3 separate regions of the Pan troglodytes genome follow, and all the other regions are linked to region 1. The links are chromatin contacts, called in public Hi-C and HiChIP or PLAC-seq maps. All regions are on one chromosome and are shown on one strand. Each heading gives the region's core, a stretch centred on a gene start, on an enhancer-like site or on the middle of the called end of the contact. The rest is flanking DNA. Distances are from core to core; before and after follow the strand shown. Region 1 holds the start of PDGFRA (platelet derived growth factor receptor alpha). Region 2 holds the start of SCFD2 (sec1 family domain containing 2). Region 3 overlaps SCFD2 (sec1 family domain containing 2).

Evidence for each region. A called contact is a pair of places that touch in the nucleus more often than the background predicts. HiChIP or PLAC-seq counts read pairs in DNA pulled down with a chosen protein or histone mark.
Region 2: a contact with region 1 is called in an H3K4me3 HiChIP or PLAC-seq map of stem cell-derived excitatory neurons, with 11 times the contacts expected there. The contact joins the promoter of SCFD2 here to the promoter of PDGFRA in region 1. A contact is called at or near these places in 1 of 7 Hi-C or Micro-C datasets (stem cell-derived neural progenitor cells) and 1 of 1 datasets of contacts at active chromatin or transcription factors (stem cell-derived excitatory neurons).
Region 3: a contact with region 1 is called in a Hi-C map of stem cell-derived neural progenitor cells, with 7 times the contacts expected there. The contact joins the enhancer-like site here to the promoter of PDGFRA in region 1. A contact is called at or near these places in 1 of 7 Hi-C or Micro-C datasets (stem cell-derived neural progenitor cells) and 1 of 1 datasets of contacts at active chromatin or transcription factors (stem cell-derived excitatory neurons).

The regions. Positions count from the first base shown.
Region 1 is chr3:75,626,235-75,629,035 of NHGRI_mPanTro3-v2.0_pri, reverse strand. It overlaps PDGFRA (platelet derived growth factor receptor alpha), which reads left to right and starts at 1,474. Exons shown (of 23, transcript XM_024356152.3): 1 at 1,474-1,767.
Region 2 is chr3:76,494,710-76,497,506 of NHGRI_mPanTro3-v2.0_pri, reverse strand. SCFD2 (sec1 family domain containing 2) reads right to left here and starts at 1,510. Exons shown (of 9, transcript XM_001148032.6): 1 at 207-1,510. The coding sequence starts at 1,044.
Region 3 is chr3:76,561,167-76,563,866 of NHGRI_mPanTro3-v2.0_pri, reverse strand. It overlaps SCFD2 (sec1 family domain containing 2), which reads right to left. Exons shown (of 9, transcript XM_001148032.6): 3 at 1,289-1,416. Among named protein-coding and RNA genes, the nearest start is that of SCFD2, 67 kb to the right of the region's middle. Within about 2 kb of position 1,341, at least 1 of the 24 cell types and tissues checked has an H3K27ac peak or open chromatin away from gene starts, as enhancers often do. A contact at or near this core is called in stem cell-derived neural progenitor cells, where this site is marked.

The DNA of each region.
Region 1 (2,801 bases), core at 225-2,724:
CCGCACTCTGATTTTTGGGGGGATCGTTTGTTCCCGCTCATTTTCTACAAACATTACGGTATCCTGTTAGCATTCCGAACAAGGGGCTGTTCATATATTTGCCTTCAATGATTTCCTGAAGGAACATGTGGAAGTAATAGCGAGCGGTGCAGTCACCCAAGCTGAAGATGCACGAGAGCGGGTCGCGTAGAAGAGCTGGGGCAATGGGACCCCCAGCGCAGCCCCAGGCGCCCTGTTTTCGAGGCTGACACCCCAAGATCCTGTCCTGGTTAGGGACAGCACCGCGCCCGTTGGAGTACTTCTCTGTGACTCTCCCCTGTCCACTGCACTGTGTCCACCCTCCTGGTGAAGGAGGAGACGGCTGTTGGACATGCCAGTCCCAACCTGGCCACTTTGGCCATTTTCAGAGTACCTGTGTTGGGGTGGGGTTGAGGGAGAAGGATGAAAGACGACCCCCAACCCCAACAGGAGAATTCAAAAATCAGAGAGCGATGAAGGTGAACGCGCTCCCCTCCCCCGCTGTCGCTGGGAAGCCCCACTCTGCCCAGGTCTGGTTCCTGGAGCATCAGCGCCCCCTTTCCCTCGCCGGCAGGATCGTTTCCTCCCGACACTGGCCTCTCGCCTTGGGCGCAGGGTTTGGGGCTCAGCTGTCAATTCCAAGGCATTCGTAGGGTTCGACCCACGCGGCGGGAGGGAACGGAGGGAGAATCAAAAGGCATCCTCCCCCACGACGCGGAGGCGGTGGTACGATTCCTCAAACGCCCAAGCTTGAGCTTTTTTTGTATGCGAGATAGAAGCCAGGGCAACCTCGCCCAGATAACCCCGAAAACAAAGGCACGACCAGATAAGTGACTTCAAGGGAGTAAAGGTCGTTCTGTCGGAGAACGTTCCAAACCTACACAGACCCTCTTTTCTTTGTACCGTATTTCAGACCACCCAGTCTTGCACACACACACACGCACACACACACACACACCACACAAAACAAAAACCCATCATTGTCATATTGGACTCAACAGTTTGCCTAATCCTATTAAATAACTAGCAACTATATAGCCCTTCCCCTAAAAGACCCCTAGTTCAAAACGGCGCAACCGCTTGGAGATTTCTCCCGAGGGCCCTATTTCTCGTTGGGCCGAGTTTGTAGAAGGGACATTTCTTGATTCTAGATTTATATTCTCTCTGGGTATTAAATGCAATTTTGTATGTTCCTTTTCTTCTTTTCAAAGAGAATACAAAACTATAGCAGTCTAAGAAAATAACCCCAAAATGGGGAGGCAAACTCATTCTGGAAATGATGGGCTGTTTGTAGTTTCACAAAACCTCTTTCCCGGCAGAGCACCAACACCTCCCCCTTCCACCACCCCCCATCCCATCTGGTCTGCTTCTCCCCGCCCCCCAGTTGTTGTCGAAGTCTGGGGGTTGGGACTGGACCCCCTGATTGCGTAAGAGCAAAAAGCGAAGGCGCAATCTGGACACTGGGAGATTCGGAGCGCAGGGAGTTTGAGAGAAACTTTTATTTTGAAGAGACCAAGGTTGAGGGGGGGGCTTATTTCCTGACAGCTATTTACTTAGAGCAAATGATTAGTTTTAGAAGGATGGACTATAACATTGAATCAATTACAAAACGCGGTTTTTGAGCCCATTACTGTTGGAGCTACAGGGAGAGAAACAGAGGAGGAGACTGCAAGAGATCATTGGAGGCCGTGGGCACGCTCTTTACTCCATGTGTGGGACATTCATTGCGGAATAACATCGGAGGAGAAGGTAAGGGAAAAGAAAAAATGATTTTTTGTTTATAAGGGAAATCCCTGATCAGACTCTGGGACTGGAGAAAGCGAAGTAACTTCAAACTTTGGGCGACAAGAAAAAAAAAAGGAGCTGGATTCCAGTTGTGTGTCCAGAGAGTAATTTTTTTTTTTTTCGGAATAAACTTCACTTGGGGACGGGTGGGAGATAACCATAGAGTTATAAAGTCTAGGTATTTTTTTTAAACACACATTTTCCAGACCTATTTTTAAAAACAATGTTTTTCTAACAACCCTATGGCCTCCCAAAGAAATTGTTTAGGCTTACATTTTTGAGGTTTCTTTTGGGAGTGGGGGTGGTGTTCGTGAATACTGGGCCGAACACCAAGGAACTGGGGGTGGAGGCAGAGGTGTTTGCCCTCTTCTTGGCAGTGGGTCCTGGAAGGCGACAGGTTTTAAATGAGTGTTTTCATTCCTCGCCTGCGGTTTGGCGGGACAGCGCTGCAGCCCATGGTGTGGAGCGCGGCTGGGGGACCAGGGGAGGTGGGGAGAGGGGAGCGTGGAGGGGGGCGCAGGAGGCGGGCAGGGCTCGGCTGGAGACCGGACCTCGGTGTTGGCCTACAGCACAGGGAGCCGGCCGAATGCGCGTGATTACTGGACGGCGCTGCTCTGGGTGAGAGTCGGGGCCAGATTTGGCGCGGCGGTGAGGCGGCTGCGGGACAAGCAGAGGCGCGCGGGCGTGGGCAAGGGTTTGGGGCGCTCTGGAGCGGTTTGTTGGGTCAGTGAGGTGCCAGGGAGAGCGGGTGCCTGCCGGGCAGTGTGCTCGGGTTGCACGCCCTAGCGCGGGGGCGACAGCGGCGGCGCGGGCGGGCGGTCTGGAATAATGACAAACACATTTGGCCCTGAGTGAAGAAGTCGTCGTCGCCTCGCATTCCAGCAACTGGGATTTGAGGAATTTCGAACCGCACACCAAGGGGCCCTCATTGTGCGCCGTGGCCCCCGCCCCCGCCCGTCTTCCCGCGCCTCCTCCTCGGTAGAATCATTTCTGCATTG
Region 2 (2,797 bases), core at 261-2,760, 870 kb before region 1:
ACAAATGTTATTGTAATTGCTAATTCACCTGTCTGTATTCCACTTTAGACAATAAACTCTGTGAGATTAGAGACCGTGTCCATCTAGTTCATCTTCGTATCCTCAATCTGATATATAATAAAAGGTCAATAAAATATATGCTGAATCAATGAAAGTCCCAGCAATGTGGGGAATGGTAATGAAGAACTCCAGAGCAATGCACTTACCTGTGAGATCCAGGGTTCTGTCCACAAAAACCACTGATGCCCTGCCTGCAGCAGTCTTCTTCCTGTTCTTTGCAGGGGCATAATTGGCCAGATCCGCAGCGATGACCCGACTTAAGGAACCTACAGCAAAACACTCCTCCCGTACTCCTAAATGTTCACACAGAGAACTGAGGCCTGACACTAGGCATCTGATCTGCAGCAGCAGCTCTGGGGTTAGCGCAGTGGAGTCCACATCACCCAGGCTTCCCAGCTTCCTCTTGTCCGGTCGGGCGCTATTAAGGAGGTGCACATCCTGGGGTAGCAGTGGGAAAAGGGATGCAAAAGCTGGAGTCAAGGCAAAGTGGGGAGCAACAGGGGCAAGCAACAACGGGACATGGAACACCTCGGCCGTGTAGTTCATGTTGCCCATCCATTCACACAGCTTCTCCTCCAGCTGCTCGAACACCAGCTGCTGCCCCTCCATCTCGGCCGCTGCCGCCGCTGGGACATGATTAGCTGTGAGGTGGACAGCGTGGCTCACGGTTGTGACCACCACACAATACTGGAAGTGACTGCGGCAGATGATGTCCCGTAGGATCTCCACGGTCCGGCCTTTCAGCAGGCAGCTCAGCACAAACACCGCCTTGGGCTGCTTGGCTCCACCACCAATTGCGTCGGGCTCGAACTCTCGCAGGTGACAGTCAGGACCCCCCACCGCCTCCAGGAGACGGGTGGATCCGCAGCCCCAGTGCAGGCTCTCGGCGCAAGCGGCGTCCAGGTAAACCACAGCTCGTTTCACTTTGGCCAGCACCTGCTCCCATCCTTGCTGGGTAAAGGACAGTACGCCCGAGGCGCTCATGGTTGGGGATTCGCAGACTTGGGAAACTACGGTGCAGGAACTTCTTTCAGAACTCACCGCTTCCGGAAATTGGGCTCCGGGAGACTTTGACAGTCTCCACAGTACACGTGGTCGGCCTCTGACACGCTCCCTGATGGCGCTCGGTGATGACGTTAAACTGAGCGGTGATTGGCTAGAGAGGAGGCCGGGAGTGAGGAAGGATGGCGCGGTCTGGAAAGAAGTGGGTGGGGCTCTGTGGCTCCGGGCTTCCTCAAAAGCTCGTGGAGATCAGGTGTTTCCTGAGATGGAGCTGAACTGAGTTCTTTCCGTCGCTCGGCCTGTCTGCGCAGATAATCTTCTCAGATAATCTTCTCATGTTCCTTGAAAAGTCTCCGAAATAAAAACCTAATCCGAAATTTGATATCTTCCTTAGATATGAACACGTCTCCAAAAGTACAGCCACCTTCTCAATCTAAACTCAGAGCAACTAGAAAAAGATAATAAAAACAACCGTGTGCAATATTTTGAGTTTATAGATTGCTGTCACATACGTTATTGCCCACAAGCCTCATAACAAACGCTGTTGTTCTCATTTTCACTTTCTCCATCTTTCCTCCCTCATCTCATCGTCACTACATCTTATAGGCTTAAAAACTCTGAGAATTCAGCCCTTCCTCTCCATTTTTGCTGTCACAAAAACCCAACATCATCGCTCACCCAGGCAATGATCTCCCAACATTTTCTGACTTTTGATCTCTTTCCCCTCCAATTCTATTTTCTTCCTAATAAACAAAGTTGGTCCTACAACTTTCCTGCTTAAAAGCTTCTCCTAGCCCAGTTGCCTATAGGATACATCCACACTCTTTAAAAAGCATCAACATCCTTCTTGATTTCTCAATTTCTCTCCAGCTATTCCCAACCTGGAGAAAAATTGTACCGATACAATGAAGTCAATAGGCTGAACCCAAAATGTTTTATGGGTTCTGTTTGTTCCACCAATGTACTTACATTACTAAGTATAATCTCTGTGCTAAGCTTCAAAGATGCAATGGTTAATAAAATTCATTACCTAATCCACAAAGAATTTACCTGGTAAACTTACCGAAAATAATCATTCCAACAGTACTGCCTGTGAGAGACTTTTTCTAACTCACCACCACTATCACCCTATCACCTCTCACTTCCCCCATCTATCAAACCACTCAATTGATACATTCGCTAAGTACTTGTCATATCATGGGTAAGTATTAACACTATTTTCTTTAAACTATCTGTTTTGCTAAATTATGCACTAGATGCTTGGTATCCCCAACACTTATAACAGGTGTTCAATAAAAGTTCATTGAATGAATGTTCAATTAATATCCATGGCCAGGCGCGGTGGCTCATGCCTGTAATCCCAACACTTTGGGAGGCCGAGGTGGGCAGATCACCTGAGGTCAGGGGCTCAAGACCAGCTTGGCCAACATGGTGAAGCTCCGTCTCTACTAAAAGTACAAAAATTAGCTGGACATGGTGGCAGGTACCTGTAATCCCAGCTACTCGGGAGGTTGAGGCAGGAGAATCACTTGAACCCGGGAGGCAGAGGTTGCAGTGAGCCAAGATCGCACCACTGCACTCCAGCCTGGGTGACAGAGTGAGACTCTGTCTCAAAAAAAAAAAAATTCCACATAATATATCCAGCCAATTTTTAATAAATATGTACAGTATTCCAAACACTGTCTGGGTTTTAAGGATATAAAGAAAACTAAACCACAGCCCTGATTTCAAAATA
Region 3 (2,700 bases), core at 92-2,591, 930 kb before region 1:
CCAGTCCTACCACGTATCAGATATATGGCCTTGGGCAACTTATTTTTCTGTTTCAGTTTCCCTACCTGCAAAATGGGATACTAATAGTATCTGTTTCATAGAATTACTCTTAAGAATGAAATAAGATAACACATATAAACAGTCCAAAGACCTAGCATACTGTAAGTTCTCAATAATGGTTAGTTATTTCACTTTTCTTATCATCATTATGTTCCTTGCAGCCCTCAAATATAGTTACCTAATACACTAAAAGTCATCTTCTTTTCATGTTATAACCCTGTAACATTTTTCTTCCTAGATTCATCCATATTCTGCTACTTTCAAATTTTGTTCTATTTCAACTTAGTTTGATTTTTGCCCCCATGTGTAATCAAGAACTTGGCCTATGAATCTCAGCAAAGAAAAATTTTCCTATCCAGTAAAATGTACTAATATTTACTGAATACCTAAGAACAGATTATAAGAGAGAAACCTTATTTTTAAAAGAGAAAAATAAAATTTTGCAAACTTCCAGAAACAAATTCTACCTATTAACCAGATTCAATATCCATATTTAAATATTTCTGTATCAATAAAATTATTTAATAATTTTTAAAACAAAAAAATTAAAAGCCGAATTTTTTTTCTAAAATCAACGCATTAGTTCTGTGGTTCTCTGACTTTTTGATCAAAAGAAAAAAAGCCATTTAAAACTTAAATTCCATTGCAATCATATTCATCTAATACCAAAGACAAAGCTGGATGTGAAAAAAAACGAGAAATAGAAAAATTAGGTATGTAATTCCTGGTGAAGAAGAAATAACACTGATGTGACTTGACAATTAGGACTCTAAGGGTGAGGGACTAGGCCAGACCATGTCTGACTGCTCAATTGTTTTCTCAGTACCATTTCAGTCACTAATTCGAAAGTAATAAGAGAACTTTTACCCACCATAAGTGGGGGAATAGGGGAAGAATGGGGGGAAAAAGGGAGTAGGGGTAGAATAGAATTAAGGAGAGGTAGTCCAGACCAATTTTGACAGTTGTAAAATAGATCAATAAGAAACTAAAATAATTATTCTTTGTAAGCAAAAACTCTCCTAGAGAGTTCCCAAAGCTGAATCTAAGAAAAGTGGTCATTGCTGAGCCCAAGGGCAGTGTGCACATATTCCTTCCCTATTCTTTCAACAGTATACAAAAGTCGTTACTACTTTGGCCTAGATTCCATGTTGGCTAGGTTGGCCCACAATTCAGAACAGGTTTAAATAAGCTTCCTCAGAGGCTGCCTGTGTCCTAGGTTTAGGCTTACCCATACTCATCTTGATTGGCAGGTTTTCTCTGCTTGCTGCTTCCACTAGATGTCTCCGAACTTCCATCACTGCCTCTTTGTGCTTAGTGTTCAGTAAAGCTTCCCATAGGGCTTTGGCTGTGGTGTCACTGCAGGAAAATCACAAGAAGAGCTTTAGAATAAATTTCTACTGGATACTGGAAAGGGTTGAAAGCAAAATACTTTTTAAAATATATTTTTGAGCATTAAGGTAGTCTTTCCTACTGATAAACTCTAAGTATTAGGATTAAAGAATGTCTAATTCACATAATTGGCAGAAAATATTGAGAAATTAAGGAAACAATAAAATCAAGTGAAAAAAGGGAAGAAAAGCTGTATTGTGTGATGAGAAGTGTGGGAAAACTATGTGATAAATTTTTTCAAAGATTTTGCACTTAAATCTTTCAGAATTCAACTCAACATCACTAGAGTAATATAAATGTTATATAAGCCAAAATTAAATGCAAGTCTCAAAATGATTTATCAGTGATTATAAGCACTATATCAATTCGAGATTAAATACTTGTCCAAGAAACAAAGCAATCAGCAATGAGCATTTCATTCAAAAATTACTCAACAGACTTCCTAATTAGTAGGCTTCCTACTAAATGAAAATCAGGAATTATGCTAAGTAGCCATGGCCTGAAGTATCCCACTTTGGGCCTTAGGTTGGAAGGATGGTACTTACTAAAACCTTTACAATTAACCGTTGATAACAGCACGAAGCACTGCATTATATGCAAGGTCTCATCTGGGCTCACTTCTCCAATAGCCCTCTGTCTCACCCAACATGCTATGTCCAAATTATAAATGAGGGCAGTGTTCTTTCCGGAAGATCTCTGCCATGTAGCCAAGTATACACATTTGTAGTAACGTTTTAAAAACTGAATACAAAGAAACAAGGATGACTTCTGTCCCTTTCTAAAGACTTTTTCCTCCAATTAAAGCCCTACTCACTCTCCTACTATTCACTTAGTAATAGTTCAAAAATAAATACATTTTTAATTTAGTTTTAAAGTTACATCTATTAAGATTTTAATTTAGTTTTAAAGTTATACCTAATAAGACATATCTTCCAAATTTGAATTGGATATTGAATAATAGAATGATATATTTTTACACTGAGTTTAATGTCTGACACATTATAATCTTTCATTGAATAGTTTTTATTATCATGTATCTTTCCATAATGAACTAATATTACTGCTCAACATACTCCACTTGTTTTAATCTGATCAAATCTGTCACCACTATAACTCTGCATCTAATATTCTTAAGTTTAATTTAAGTAAGCAGGTAAACTACATGCCAAGCCCTGTATTTGGTTGGGATATAGATTTTTAAAAAGCTTTGAATGGCATAGTTTAGAAGACAAGGCAGATACAAAAGCAAAT